Linked DNA regions of Mus musculus: regions 2 and 3 are each linked to region 1. The links are chromatin contacts, called in public HiChIP or PLAC-seq maps. All regions are on one chromosome and are shown on one strand. The core of a region is the stretch at or near the end of the contact, and the rest is flanking DNA. Distances in the headings are between cores, read along the strand shown. Region 1 overlaps Dlc1 (deleted in liver cancer 1). Region 2 overlaps Dlc1 (deleted in liver cancer 1). Region 3 overlaps Dlc1 (deleted in liver cancer 1).

Evidence for each region. HiChIP or PLAC-seq counts read pairs in DNA pulled down with a chosen protein or histone mark.
Region 2: a contact with region 1 is called in an H3K27ac HiChIP or PLAC-seq map of embryonic fibroblasts, with 24 read pairs. The contact joins two enhancer-like sites. A contact is called at or near these places in 10 of 484 Hi-C or Micro-C datasets (the HL-1 cell line, adipose-derived mesenchymal stem cells, cerebral cortex and 5 more), 2 of 115 datasets of contacts at active chromatin or transcription factors (embryonic fibroblasts and embryonic stem cells) and 2 of 9 other capture datasets (liver and pancreatic islet).
Region 3: a contact with region 1 is called in an H3K27ac HiChIP or PLAC-seq map of embryonic fibroblasts, with 12 read pairs. The contact joins two enhancer-like sites. A contact is called at or near these places in 6 of 484 Hi-C or Micro-C datasets (the HL-1 cell line, adipose-derived mesenchymal stem cells, cerebral cortex and 2 more), 2 of 115 datasets of contacts at active chromatin or transcription factors (embryonic fibroblasts and embryonic stem cells) and 2 of 9 other capture datasets (liver and pancreatic islet).

What each region holds. Positions count from the first base shown.
Region 1 is chr8:36,637,707-36,641,847 of GRCm38.p6, forward strand. The region is part of intron 5 of Dlc1 (deleted in liver cancer 1); the gene reads right to left. Among named protein-coding and RNA genes, the nearest start is that of Trmt9b, 180 kb to the left of the region's middle. Within about 2 kb of position 2,460, at least 39 of the 459 cell types and tissues checked have an H3K27ac peak or open chromatin away from gene starts, as enhancers often do. A contact at or near this core is called in adipose-derived mesenchymal stem cells and embryonic fibroblasts, where this site is marked.
Region 2 is chr8:36,725,142-36,729,163 of GRCm38.p6, forward strand. All of the region lies in intron 5 of Dlc1 (deleted in liver cancer 1), which reads right to left. Among named protein-coding and RNA genes, the nearest start is that of Dlc1, 230 kb to the right of the region's middle. Within about 2 kb of position 2,675, at least 58 of the 459 cell types and tissues checked have an H3K27ac peak or open chromatin away from gene starts, as enhancers often do. A contact at or near this core is called in adipose-derived mesenchymal stem cells and embryonic fibroblasts, where this site is marked.
Region 3 is chr8:36,742,870-36,747,214 of GRCm38.p6, forward strand. The region is part of intron 5 of Dlc1 (deleted in liver cancer 1); the gene reads right to left. Among named protein-coding and RNA genes, the nearest start is that of Dlc1, 210 kb to the right of the region's middle. Within about 2 kb of position 2,147, at least 74 of the 459 cell types and tissues checked have an H3K27ac peak or open chromatin away from gene starts, as enhancers often do. A contact at or near this core is called in embryonic fibroblasts, where this site is marked.

The sequences.
Region 1 (4,141 bases), core at 1,210-3,709:
CAGAACTTAGAATATGATTCCTAGATAGGAAGTAGAAGGTGCGGATTTTGCTCACTCAGAACCCTGAGACAATTTAGCAGGGCCTTCTTGAAACTAATCATGCATATCACAGTGACCTTGCAGACATAATTATCTGTATCACACAGGGCCTGAGGTTTACTTCCTTGAACCCTAGCATACAAATCAAAACCATTATTCACTGAAACAATTTCCCCCTTTGGTAGAAATGATCAAGTGTGAAATACTCTATTTCGTTAAGAACCCAAAGCCCCTTTAATGGTATAAAGGGTGGGGGGCAACAGATACCCTTAAATGCAAGTTGAAAGGAAATGCAAGAATAGGAGGTGAAATGGAACCATTAAGGGGTCTGGGAGGAGAAGGAAATTTATCTCAGGGGAGAACACAGAGCAGAGGGGTTTTTTGAGATAGCAGAGTACAACTAAGAAAAAACAGAGGAGAGGTGTGATGACCTGGGGGTGAGTTTGCATTTGAAAAAATAATAGAAGGTACTTGCTGTACAGCTATCTATTAGTTTGGTAATCACAGTAAGGCAGTCTAATCTAAGAAGATGGAGCCCAGAAAGGTCTGACTCTCTGTCCTATGAACACAATAAGTGTACTCCTACTGGTGATGGCAAAAAGATTTTTCAATAATCTTATTTTGAGCTCCAAACATAACTGACAACCACGTGACTACATTCCAGTTCAATCAAAGTGTCTATTCTTGGAGACTCTCTGACATTTTTTGATTTTATAGTTTTTATTTCATTTGGGATTATGATGATATTCCTTTTCACCGGATAACTTTATATTTCCTCTCATTTTTTAAACTCAAAAGTATGCTTTATTACAAAAATAAACAGTAAAGAGGGAAACTTCTCTTAGCTTTACAGTTTACCCACCCATTTACAGTAGGAGAAATTTTTGAAACTAGATATCATGGGAATATTTCAGAGCTTAGAACTGGTGCATACAATCCAGCTGGGCTTTGTTTAAAATGCAAAGCCTTCGAATATTTCACTGAAAGAAACCCAAGTTATCCTTTTTTCTGCATGCCAAGAAGTCACATTTTTATTGGTTTATCAGTGTGTCCTATAAAATGTCCTTCATGTTTTTAGCCATAATAGGGTCTCGAAGGTCCCCTACCCAATCACCACATAACATCAAGAGGGACTTTAGCTTTTTTTAAGTTCAACATTCATGGGTGACACACTTAGCCAGACTTATTCATGGTTCCATTAAAAGGAAAGTAATAAACAACACTAACAACAACCAAACACCATTTTCCCAAAATTCATTTCCTCTACATAGAATAGCCAGCCAGCTTACAGTCTAACAGAGGAATAGTTGCATTAAATAATTTGTGCATTTACTGGGGAAACGCTAGCTATCCAACAGCACCTCTATCTTCATTCTTACTGAAAACCACGGATGTTAAAGCTAGACAAAAGTTAGGCAATTGAGGTAAAGTGTAGGAGAAATGCATCCCATAATATCCAACTGATCCTTCTCAGGTCAAACAATATTTTGGTAAGATATTTAAATTCAGTTGCGTTTTTAGTAGAGAAATCTGGAACATCGGAAACGCAAACATTTTCCTTTAACTTTTCTCCCCAAATCCTTTCAAAGTTTCTCAATTCCCTTTGATACCAGTGTAAGTCCTTACAGGGAACGTGTGCGCATGCGCATGAACCCCCTCACTCCCCACCCCCACATTCCTCAGTCCAGTGTCTCTGTCACCCTCGTTTCTCTGACACTTCAGATCGTGGGGCAGCTGTTCAATTTTATATTCTGAAAATGTGTAATAAATCAGGGCACCCAGCTTACCCAACCTGCCCTAGCTCTGAAATTGATCAGAGTCGCAGCTCACAAATGCCTGGACCTGTGTTGTGAAGTACCTCTCGGAGAGCCAGGGCTCTATTCATATAGACAGCTGCAGAACGTAGCAAGGAAATTTGGGTAATTAGCGAAGCAGGCACAGATAGGAGTTTTGGCTTCAGATTCGAATTCCACTCCATGATTCCAAAGTGGAGAGTGTTCTGTGATCTGCCCATGTGCGGCTGATTTCCCTCCTAGGCCTCTTAATCAAATACCAGCACCGTGGCAGGAGCCCAAAAGACTGTAGGGGTGGAAGCAGAAAGTTCTCACGTGTGCATCATCCCCCTCGAGCTTTGGTTCCGCAGTTCTTACTAAGTCATAGAAACTCCGGAGCGAACTCTGCCAGGGGAAGCAATTGGGCATTCCGAGCAGTCCCCTAGTGAGCCAGCGATGCTCGCTAGCTACCTAAGAGTCTCAAGACCGGGTCACATTCCCCATGCCATGATGTTGGCCTCTCTGTAAGATGGCCAGACCCAGACGGCTGCGCATTCTCGCTTTCAGGTCTTCCAGTGGGTGGAGAAGGGACTTAGTCGGCTGTCTGTGCTCTGTGCCCCAACATGAAGTCTAAGAACTCCCTTGCTTGAGGCACCACCTCATTCAACACCCCTCTTTTGTTTACTTATTATGCAACCTAAGGGTGTTGTGCCTCAATTATCAACCCAGACAGGGGCTTTCCTTCCTACACCATGACTCTCTCACATAATAACTTTCTTGGGTGAGCTGGCACCCATCCTGTACAACGGACCCCACACACGGATTCCACTGTCTTCTCAGCGACACTCAGAGCAATGTGTGCCTCCCACGGGACCCTGGGGTGGGGGTGGGGGTGGGGGGTTTCACTGATGTACAGGGATTGCAAAGTTTGTCCATCTGGTGTGTGAATCTGAAGAAGAAATGGCATAAAGGAAGAAGGGAAGGAATGAAAGAAGGAATGGAACCCTCCCCCCACCCCCCGCCCTCCGAAAAGACAGATAGGCGATCACAACACCGTAATGCTAGCTTTAAGCCATAAACCTTTGAGTCATAAAGAATGACTCTGATGAGTGGACCAAATGCCTTTTGACTCAGAGAGTGTTCCTGGACCTGTCCCGGCTTGATTTAGAGCCTTGAAATGTTTCTCACCGTCTCCGTGTGGTGTTCAGGGTGCTGCCACCCTGGAATGCTGGGCGGACCGTCTCCAGTTTGTCTCACCTTAGAGGGTAAGTGATGCCTTGTGGACTCCTCCCTGCATTCTCTCTCCTTACCCCTCTCATCAGTAAGACATTCAGAAGGAATGACTTGAAACCAGAGACGGCTCAACACTGTTAGAATAGAGGGTTTTTAATCTGGGGGGAAAGAAGGGATCTGTGGATAGTCAGCACCTTTTAATATTTGCGAAGCCACTATCTGAAGGAAGGGCAGTGGATCTGGGGTTTTGGGGTAGGGAAAATGGACCTGAACAATGGGTTATTGTACATGTATCCCCATCTAATCGGGCAGCTGTCTATCTGTACTAACGTAGATGATGCAATTTTTGAGAAGTCTGGTACAGTGACCGTCCTGACAGTCAAGCCAAGAATTCTAAAAGCAGTTCTGAACGGAGCAGGGTCAGAGAGATCTCTTAGCAGCCGTGAGGCCTCTCCCAAAGAATCGACACCTTGTTCTCGAGTCTCACCCCAACCCACCATCCCTACCTGTGAACCTCTTTGGCTTGGGATTATGTGGCCATGTTGCTATGGAAACATTTCACTTCTCTTAGTAAACTTGTACTGGCAGATATCAACTGAAGTAAAAGAACACACAAGGCAATGCTAGGCTTCTTTTTTGTTAATTTTTTGCATTTTTTTTAAATGCTAGGCTTCTTAACCTGTTAACCTGCTTCTTAGAACAGATCTATAAATCAATACCCATCACATTTACAGATAGAAGAAACCAAAGACCTCACCTATTTACATTGCTATTAATACACATGTCAAAGTCCTGTGACAAAGAGGATACATGTTACTTTCAAGGTATAAAAAATTTACAGCAACTTTTTTTAGCATCATATTTCAGATGACATGGATAATAAAAATATAGGTATGGTCCTATGGGCATTTTGAAAATTGTTTCTGATTGAAGTAATTTATATCTAAGAGGCTGGAAATGGCTGCCAGGTAGCTACATAGATAGGAAGATTTTTTATCCAACAAATCTGCAGTGTTTGTTATGGGGCTAACTTCATACACAACAGAAACATCCCAAGGCATCAGTCAATGGCCCAAGCAGAGGAGCTGAAATGATTT
Region 2 (4,022 bases), core at 1,425-3,924, 88 kb after region 1:
GTAACCATGCTCCCTTGTTATACAAGAATAAAGTCTTAGGTGTATAAGACGTCTATAGAGAAATACAAACATATACATTTTCAAGTATGCTGTGTATATGTGTGTTTATTCACATGTTATTATATACTCAGTGGAGGAAGCAATGTGACCAGTCAGATCTTTAATTTATCTCTCTATCATTTCAGTTGTCTACCATAGTGTCTATGACCAGGCAATATGAAATTGATAAAGGCAATTCCCTTCTGGTAGAATAACCCCCATTTGTACCCTTTGCTTCAGTGGGTGTCTTGCCTGCCTTGATTGTAAAGTGTCTGATCACTGTCTTCTTGACTATATCGTGTATGTTCCATCTCCTCTTGAGAGTACAGTGTATTCTCAGTGTCCTCTTGAATATGGAGTATATGATCAATATCCTCTTGACCATATACTGTGTCGTGAATACCCATTATCTAGTTCTTATACCCATTACTTGACCATGATATGTTCAGACTTACAACTTGCTATTTTCTTTTTGAAACTTATCTACTGACAACTTCACACACCCATGGAGTACATTCTGATTTCTCTCCTTCCACCCCCTTGGTTCTCTCTCCCACCCCTTCCCATTCTTCCACCTCCCTAGAAATGTCTTTCCCATGTTCACGCGCCTTCTGTATTTGTTTTGACCTACAATTTTTATAAAGGGCTGCGTGCATGATCATAGGTGTGGACCAATCCATTGGAGCCTAGCGTGCTCGCCAGTGGGTGAAGACAATGTTCCTTCCCCCAGGCATCCATTAATAGCCAATAACTCACCAGGAAGATGGCATTATTTTCTGTTATTTGCATCCTTTACCCTATCTACAAAGTGATATTGAGAAATATTAATTAATAACATTGCTTGGAATACACGAGTAAAATTGTCTCTAATATAAAGTAAGACACAACATTTGAACAACTTTTCAGCATCAAGATATGTCTTAATTGGGAAAATTCATGACAGTAATATCAGCAAAAATTCCTCTATCCTTTGGTAATTTTTGCATTGATAACAGGAATACCTGCACTGAATAGATAACTTGTAGTCAGACTACTCAGATCAATAATTGTAATAAAGTGAAGTCAGGAACTACAAATAGCTAATCATATCACCTCCATAGTCACTATCAAAGAGAAAAAATGGACACGTGTTCATTTGTTCATGCTTGCTCAAATTCTCCACCCTTAGTTCAGGACCCTCTGCCTAGGGAATGGCGCTACTCACAGCAGGACAGAATGTCCACATAGGTTACCTAATTAAGACAGCCTCACAGTCCAACCCAATGTTTATAATCCCTCATTGAGACTCTTCCTCAGTGACTCTAGATTTCGTCAAGTTGACAACTATAGAATCAAGAAGCCAAACACCACACCTAGAAAGGACTAAGCAAAATAATGCCATGTTTTAAGTATAATATATTTAGCACTCTTTTTCTTTTCTCTTAAAAAACTCAAATCATAAATGTACTTTGGAAGTTATTACTGGGCAAAAATGGAAAAAAAAAGTATCTTGCCTTCCACTTTGGACTTTTAGAAGTCCCGTGCGCCCCCAAATCCCAAATCCCTCAAAACAAACCGCTTCAGTCCTGCTCCTATGTGCTGAAGCCTGAACGTAATTGTGTATGCAAACTGAAATATTAAAAGCATAACTTCTAATTTTAGTTCATTCTGATTTCTAAACCAGCCAGGAGCCTCCTGTTTTAGGTGATGATGTAGTTGACATTCTGTTCACTTAACTTGGAAAAGAGGCCAACATCTCATTAAACAGAAAGAGAGAGGGGGGGGGAGAGGATTAAAGATATGACCTAGCATCTGGGAAGTAAGTATTTTTGTTCTACAAAGAGGAGAAATGCCAGTTACTAGGAGAGATATACTACTAGGCCTGACCTGGAACTGTAGAGAGGATTTCTCTGGGTTCCATGGATGAACCCGATAGATCTCATATTTATTCTTCTCTATAGGCTAAGTTCTGCTCATGAAGGGCTCTGGCCTGAAAAGGATCCTTAGAGCAGCTCAAACTGGAATTATTTAACTTTTGTATTTATGCTGGGCTGTGGAGTAGAGGACGTGGTGAGTGACTGGGTCAGGAGTGGATGAAGTCCTTAGTGAATGTGTATTGTTGATAATGAAGACAGCTATAACAAGGACCCCGAAGCCTCAGACCTACAAAAGGCAAAGCCTTCCTCTGGTCCGGGTGTCAGTGTTGAGTGTGTGTGCAGGAACGATCAAGCACAGCATCTTCTCTAGGATAACTTTAGTCTGAGGCTCACCCCCCCCCGAGACTAGCTAAATCCTTCTCCACATTCACCTCTATGTAATAAACCATGTGCAGAGGTTGCCTATCTAGTCTCAGGCAGGCTGAGGCCCAGCTGCAATCTCAGTCTCTCTATGTCTCATCCTTTCTCCTCAAAGATGGCCGTGACACTCACTGACTCATTCTCTCCTTATCAAAGACAGTAAACTCTGCAGCTATACGCTCACTCACATCACAAGCATCCCCCATGGCTGTCTCCCTTTAAAAATCTAGAGTGAAGCTGTCTCTGTTTACTGCATATTTGCAGGCATACCTCACTCCTGGTTAAAAGGCATTCCATGTGCCCTTACTTGCTTTTCGCTGTGAACGCAGGGAGCACAAAGCAGTTCACAGAGTCAATGTTTGTGGTTGCCCTTCGTTGGAGTGGTGCCAGCATCCTTGAGAGCAAGTATCCTGCAAAGCAGGCCAGACACTTAACGTTGCTGGCTTATTACAGACCCGGTCATTTGAAACACAGATATCTATTTCCCAGAAGACATAAGAGAGTAAACATACAATACAATATCCCAGAGATCTGGTTCGATGCATATCCTTAAATGGTTTGCTTTATGTCAGCCGAAGCTCATCTAGATTGTGATTTGTCTAAACTTTCTCACTTTATAGTCGCTTACCCTCTTTTCTTCCTAAGGTGCTTAGCTTTGGAAATAGCGCCCTGCCTTGTGTCTCAGTATTTGAGACATTTAGATTCCACTCTCCCTTAGCGATCAAGATAGTATGTCTTTAATAGAGGCATTACATTCCTTTCCCCCAATGCATACGGCTTATACTGTGTGTTTATTTCACTTTATTAAATCTTTTAAAAGAGTATGACTAATTTCCTTTTAATTTATCAATTTCTGTTTCTGTGCTGAAGAAAGTTACTACATAGGCAGAGTCTGGATTTATCTTACTTTCAATCTTTTTTTTTAATAACTTTTTAACCTTCAATTTTAGTCTATTTTATTTTTCTTTAGAGTTGTCTGGTTTGTGGAATTGTGTCAGCTCTCTATGAGAACTTGGCATTGCAATGATAGGAGCTGGTGTTTATGGGTGCTCTTCATGGGAACTACAACCCTTGGTACCTCACTGGGTCAAGAGCTGGTGCACAGCAAAAGCTACTGGCAACATTTGAAGACCAGAGTAAGCACCAGAGACTTGCAGTTTACAGTGTGTGGACAGTGTAGGAACTCATACACTCAAGCTTAAGAGTGTCTTAAGCTCCCTTTAGCAGTTTCCACAATAATCAATATAGATGAGGTGGCCTCCCTCCTATAGCTACTAGATGTCCCTGGGACTGTGTCGCCAATGAAAACCGTGCTTTTCCATGTCACACTGCACTTTTGTATATATATCACAAAACATCTCTATTCACCCCTACTCTGCAGGTCTGTGGATCGCAGCTCACTGTTGATTACACATAGCTGGCATTCTTCTGCCCACTGACGTTCCTATGACCTCGGTGACCAACTCCGGGGCACCTCTGTGCATTACTGTCATTCTCTTACCTAACAGTAAAGTTGCAGGCTCTATGCTGGTGACCTAGCAATAGCCATTGCTTCTTAGGTTTTTCTATTTATGCTGGTTAGTGACAAAGAGATAAGAGATAAGATTAGACCAGGTCAGCACACAGGGTAATTCTTAGTCTAGCACGGACAGAGCAGTCCGTGCCCTGGGGTCTTTAAAAACTGTATACCTAAGTTCCTATATTTTA
Region 3 (4,345 bases), core at 897-3,396, 100 kb after region 1:
TTGAATTTTATCTTGACAGATTCATTGCCTATTGAATACTGATTATTATCTATCTATGTAGTGTAATAGAATACAGACATTTCAACCTAATAAAGATAGGTTATTATTATACTGGGATAAATGTTACTTGTGTGGATACATATTACATGTAAAAGAACATTTGAACAGATATTTGCAATCATTACCAACAAAAGAATTTTCATGTTTTATAGTTGCTTTTCAATAAAAATAACCCCAAATCTATTTTAAGTATTTAAAAATAATGTAATCTTAAACATTTTAAGTAGAGATGTCATATTTTAAATAAGAAAAGCACAGGGGGGAAAAAGTGGAGCTCCTACTGTTCTGATGGCATACCAAGGGGTGAGGAGAAGAAGCCATAGGAAAGGAAAACAAAGTACAAAAAAGAAAAAAAAGAAAAAAAAGAAGGGAAGCATCGGGAGTCACTGGGATACTTTGAACAATGTGTGTCCCATGTCGTAGGTAAGAGCACCCACAGTGTAGGTGGACCATGTCTTGGCCAGAAGGGGACTTGCAGACAGTGAAGGGCAGCAAAGACTCTTCACAAGAGCCCCTCTGGAAAGATGCATTTTTGGGAGGGGGTGGAATCCCTTCATGAATAGTTGTTAAAAACAACAACAAAGTCATGATATCCATTAAAGCAATTTGATGGCCACATGACTTTCTTGCCTCTGGAACTAGGTCCTAGAAAGCCTTTTCCCCTGTTTCTCCAACTGCTTAGTTAGCTGGGACTTCTTGCTCTGTGAATCTCTTCGGTGTGTGGCCCTTGGCTGCTCTGGGTCTAGATAGCTGTCAGATGTGAGCGGAGGAGAGTAGTCATTGAGAAACTCCTTAGGCTGCTCAATACTTTCCATATTTATTTGACGCTCATGGTAAACAACTTGCAACTTGTATTTTCACTGGATTTTTCCGCTAATTTTCATTTTATATTAATATCTTTCCACAATTGTGCTGGCTCGTTTTATGTCAACTCCATACAAGCTAGGGTCATCTGAGAGGACGGAACCTAAGTTGAGAAAACACTTCCATAAGATCTGGCTGTAGGCAAACCTGTAGGGCATTTTCTTAATTAGTGATTGATGGGGGAAGGTCCTGCCTATTGTGGGAAGTGCCACCCCTGGTCTGGGGTTCTGGGTTCCATTAAAAAAAACCCGAGTAAGCCATAGGGAGCAATCCAATAAGCAGCACCCCTCCATGCCCTCTGCATCAACTCCTGTCTTTAGGTTCTTGCTCTCCTTGACTTCCTGTCCTGACTCCTTTCACTGATGGACTATGATGTGAAAGCACAAGCCAAATAAACCATTTTCTCTCCAACTTGCTTTTGCTCATGGTGTCTCAGCATAGCAGTAGTAACCCTAACTAAGACATTTAGCCTGAAGATGAGGTTGTCAATGATGCAGGAACCCTGGTCTGAGTGGAAAAAAAAAAGGTCCTTTGGGAAACCTCATTCTGAAGTAAACCTACAAGGTATAAAGAGACAGTGATGAGGGCAAGCATAATTGTGTGAAGTCGGGAACCAGCCTCTGTGCTACAGTTAGGGTGTTGGCTATCTCTCAGAGGCCACTGCATTAAGATTGTTTCCCAGGGTGGCTCTGCTGGGAGACAGAGGAGCGAGCGTCTAAGCGTGGGGCCTACTGGGGAGGCTTTGAGTCATTACAGTTGTCCTTTTAAGGAACTGTGATATCTATTCCCTTATTCATTTTGTACTTCCTGGGTCACAGTGGGGACAGCTGTCCCCACGTTCACACTCCCACCATAATATCACATGTCACCACAGACCCCAAACAGTGGCTGCTCATGTAAAACTACCAAAAACGGCAAGCCCAAATGTGTAGGTCAATTGTTTTAGTGTTGTGTTACAGAAAATGCAACTAACACGCTCTGGATTACAGGAACACTATTGGCTCATTTTTTTTCTTTTAATTATTTACACAGCAGTGCTTCATTGGTAAGTGCCATCAGCATTTCAAGTAGAGAAAGGAAAAACAAGCTCTCAAGGAAACGGAAGTGGTTTTGCCTCTGGAATTTCATGCTGAACGAGTGAGCGAGCGAGCGAGTGAGCGAGCGAGCAGTTCACATCTGGCCTGAAGATGAGGTTGTCAATGATGCAAGAACCCTGGAAGCTAAAATATTAAAAAAAAAAGAAAAACACAGCAGGGCTGGCGGTAGGAAGTGAGGTGGCAACCTTGCCACTGAAGTGGGAAGTGCCCTTATTTAAAGCAGACCTCTTTGCCTGTAGCTGTGCTGTTGCTAGCATTTAGTGAAAGGGTGATTCGCTCTGAAATCAGTTGGAAAAGTTAGAGTTCTTAAGGAGCAGCTTTAGGTCTTTAGTTCTCCAAATTCATGCTGTCTTCTCTTTATCCTACTGATGTCATTTGTTATTTGTTATCGAAGAAACGATTGAGTTATAAGAACATAGAAGTCAAATGTAACAAAACCTGTCACTCAAAACAAAACATAACTGGGAAATGTTCAACTCTGTTCAGTCATTAATTGATATATGTATCCCCCCCCCCCACACACACACAGAGACACACACACACAGAGACACACATACACAGAGAGACACACACACAGACACACACACACAGACACACACAAAGTCCATATATATGTAGCCCATATATATATACATATATATACACACATATACATATATATATATACACATATATATATATAAACTCCATCTCTCTCTATAAAGTCATATATATATATATAGTCCATATGTATATAAAGTTCACAAATATATATATATATATGTATATATGTGTATGCATATATATATTCCTTTATTAAAAGTGATATTGATCATAATGATTATTATCAAATGGTTCCTGGTATGGTAACATATCATTTAAAACAAACAGTTCCTGATTTTTAATTTTTCTTTTTTACTGTTGCATACAAGAATAGGGATATCTAGATCTTGCAGCTGGGGTAATACCTCTGATTATAAGATTTAGTGTTCTTGGTAAAGTTATAACTGTCCAAGGCCAGTTGGAGCTTGAAATTATCCTATTTCTCTCTCTTTTCCTCTCTGAACACAGGCTCTGGGCTCTAGCTGGCAGGCAGCATGATTGCATCATCAAGCCATAAGCACCCCTGCAGTCCTGACCTTGCCAACACTTCCTTAGCCTAGCAATGTCTCAGATCTTCCTTTCCAGTTTCAAGGCGCCCATCCCTGTACGGGCTCCAGCTTCCTTGGACAACTCCGGCTTATGTGACGGCTCCCTTGGCTAAAATGCCCAGGGTATCTTGAGAATTTTACAGCCCAGTGCTCAGCACTTATCTTGCTCGGCAGGCTGCCTTCACACCGAAAGGACGTGCTCTCAAGACCTAGAGAGAGGAAATCCTGAGACAACTAAACAAGCAAAGCAGGAAAGCAGCGCATACCAACATCACTTGCGCCCAGTACGTTTCCCCTTATCACATCATTCAAGTGCAAGGCAGAGGAAGTGGGAGCTCAAGAGAACGGAGGGCTAATGTTGGCTGCACTTAGATCAAACTGGGGTACATCGCTTCCATCAGGAGGAAACTGAAGCCTGTGGCCTCTCTAAAGAACACAGAGCATGTTTGGATTTACGGAATGTTTACTCTGTGTCACTCGGCTGTTTCTATCGTGACTAGATTGTAAAGATGCCGCTCCTAGTGCGGTTTTCCCACCCGTGTCTGGGTATCTTTGGTCTCTCCACTCTTTCTTTTACTCTGACGCATTCAGTCCTTTTCCTATCATGCTCTCTAATATTACCCAGGGTCGAACACCCACTTCATCGTCTTACAAAGCCCAGGATTCCTATTGCATTGGTGCTTGGTAATAATATTCTCTGGGCTGCTTCATGATGGAAAGAGTTGAGCTCTGAAGGAAGAGAGGGTGTATGTGCAGGGCTGTAGGGAAATTTATATGTAGAACAAGAACGTGGCTCCCATATATACTGACTTACTGAATGTTAGTGGTGGTGCAGTGTGCCATCCACCTTCCTTCTATTCCCACCATATTGTATATGGACTTGCTATCAAAACCTTAAAAGGTGTTCAATTTCACAGACTGAATAATGAGTCGCTTCACTAAAGATGATACGAAGGTATAGCTAAAGATAAAGGTGACTATGCGCTACATAAGCCACCCTTGATCATTTTCTCTGTTGAATACATATGTATCTTACTTTTTTCACTTCTACTGTAGACTCTTCATGTGCAGTGTGCTACATACATTTATAAGTACAATATGGGGTTTAGTAGACATAGTTTTGCTTACAAGTAGTAAGATAAAATCTTTTAGTAGCTATTGAGTATCATGATAATTTGTTTGAATTTTTAAAAG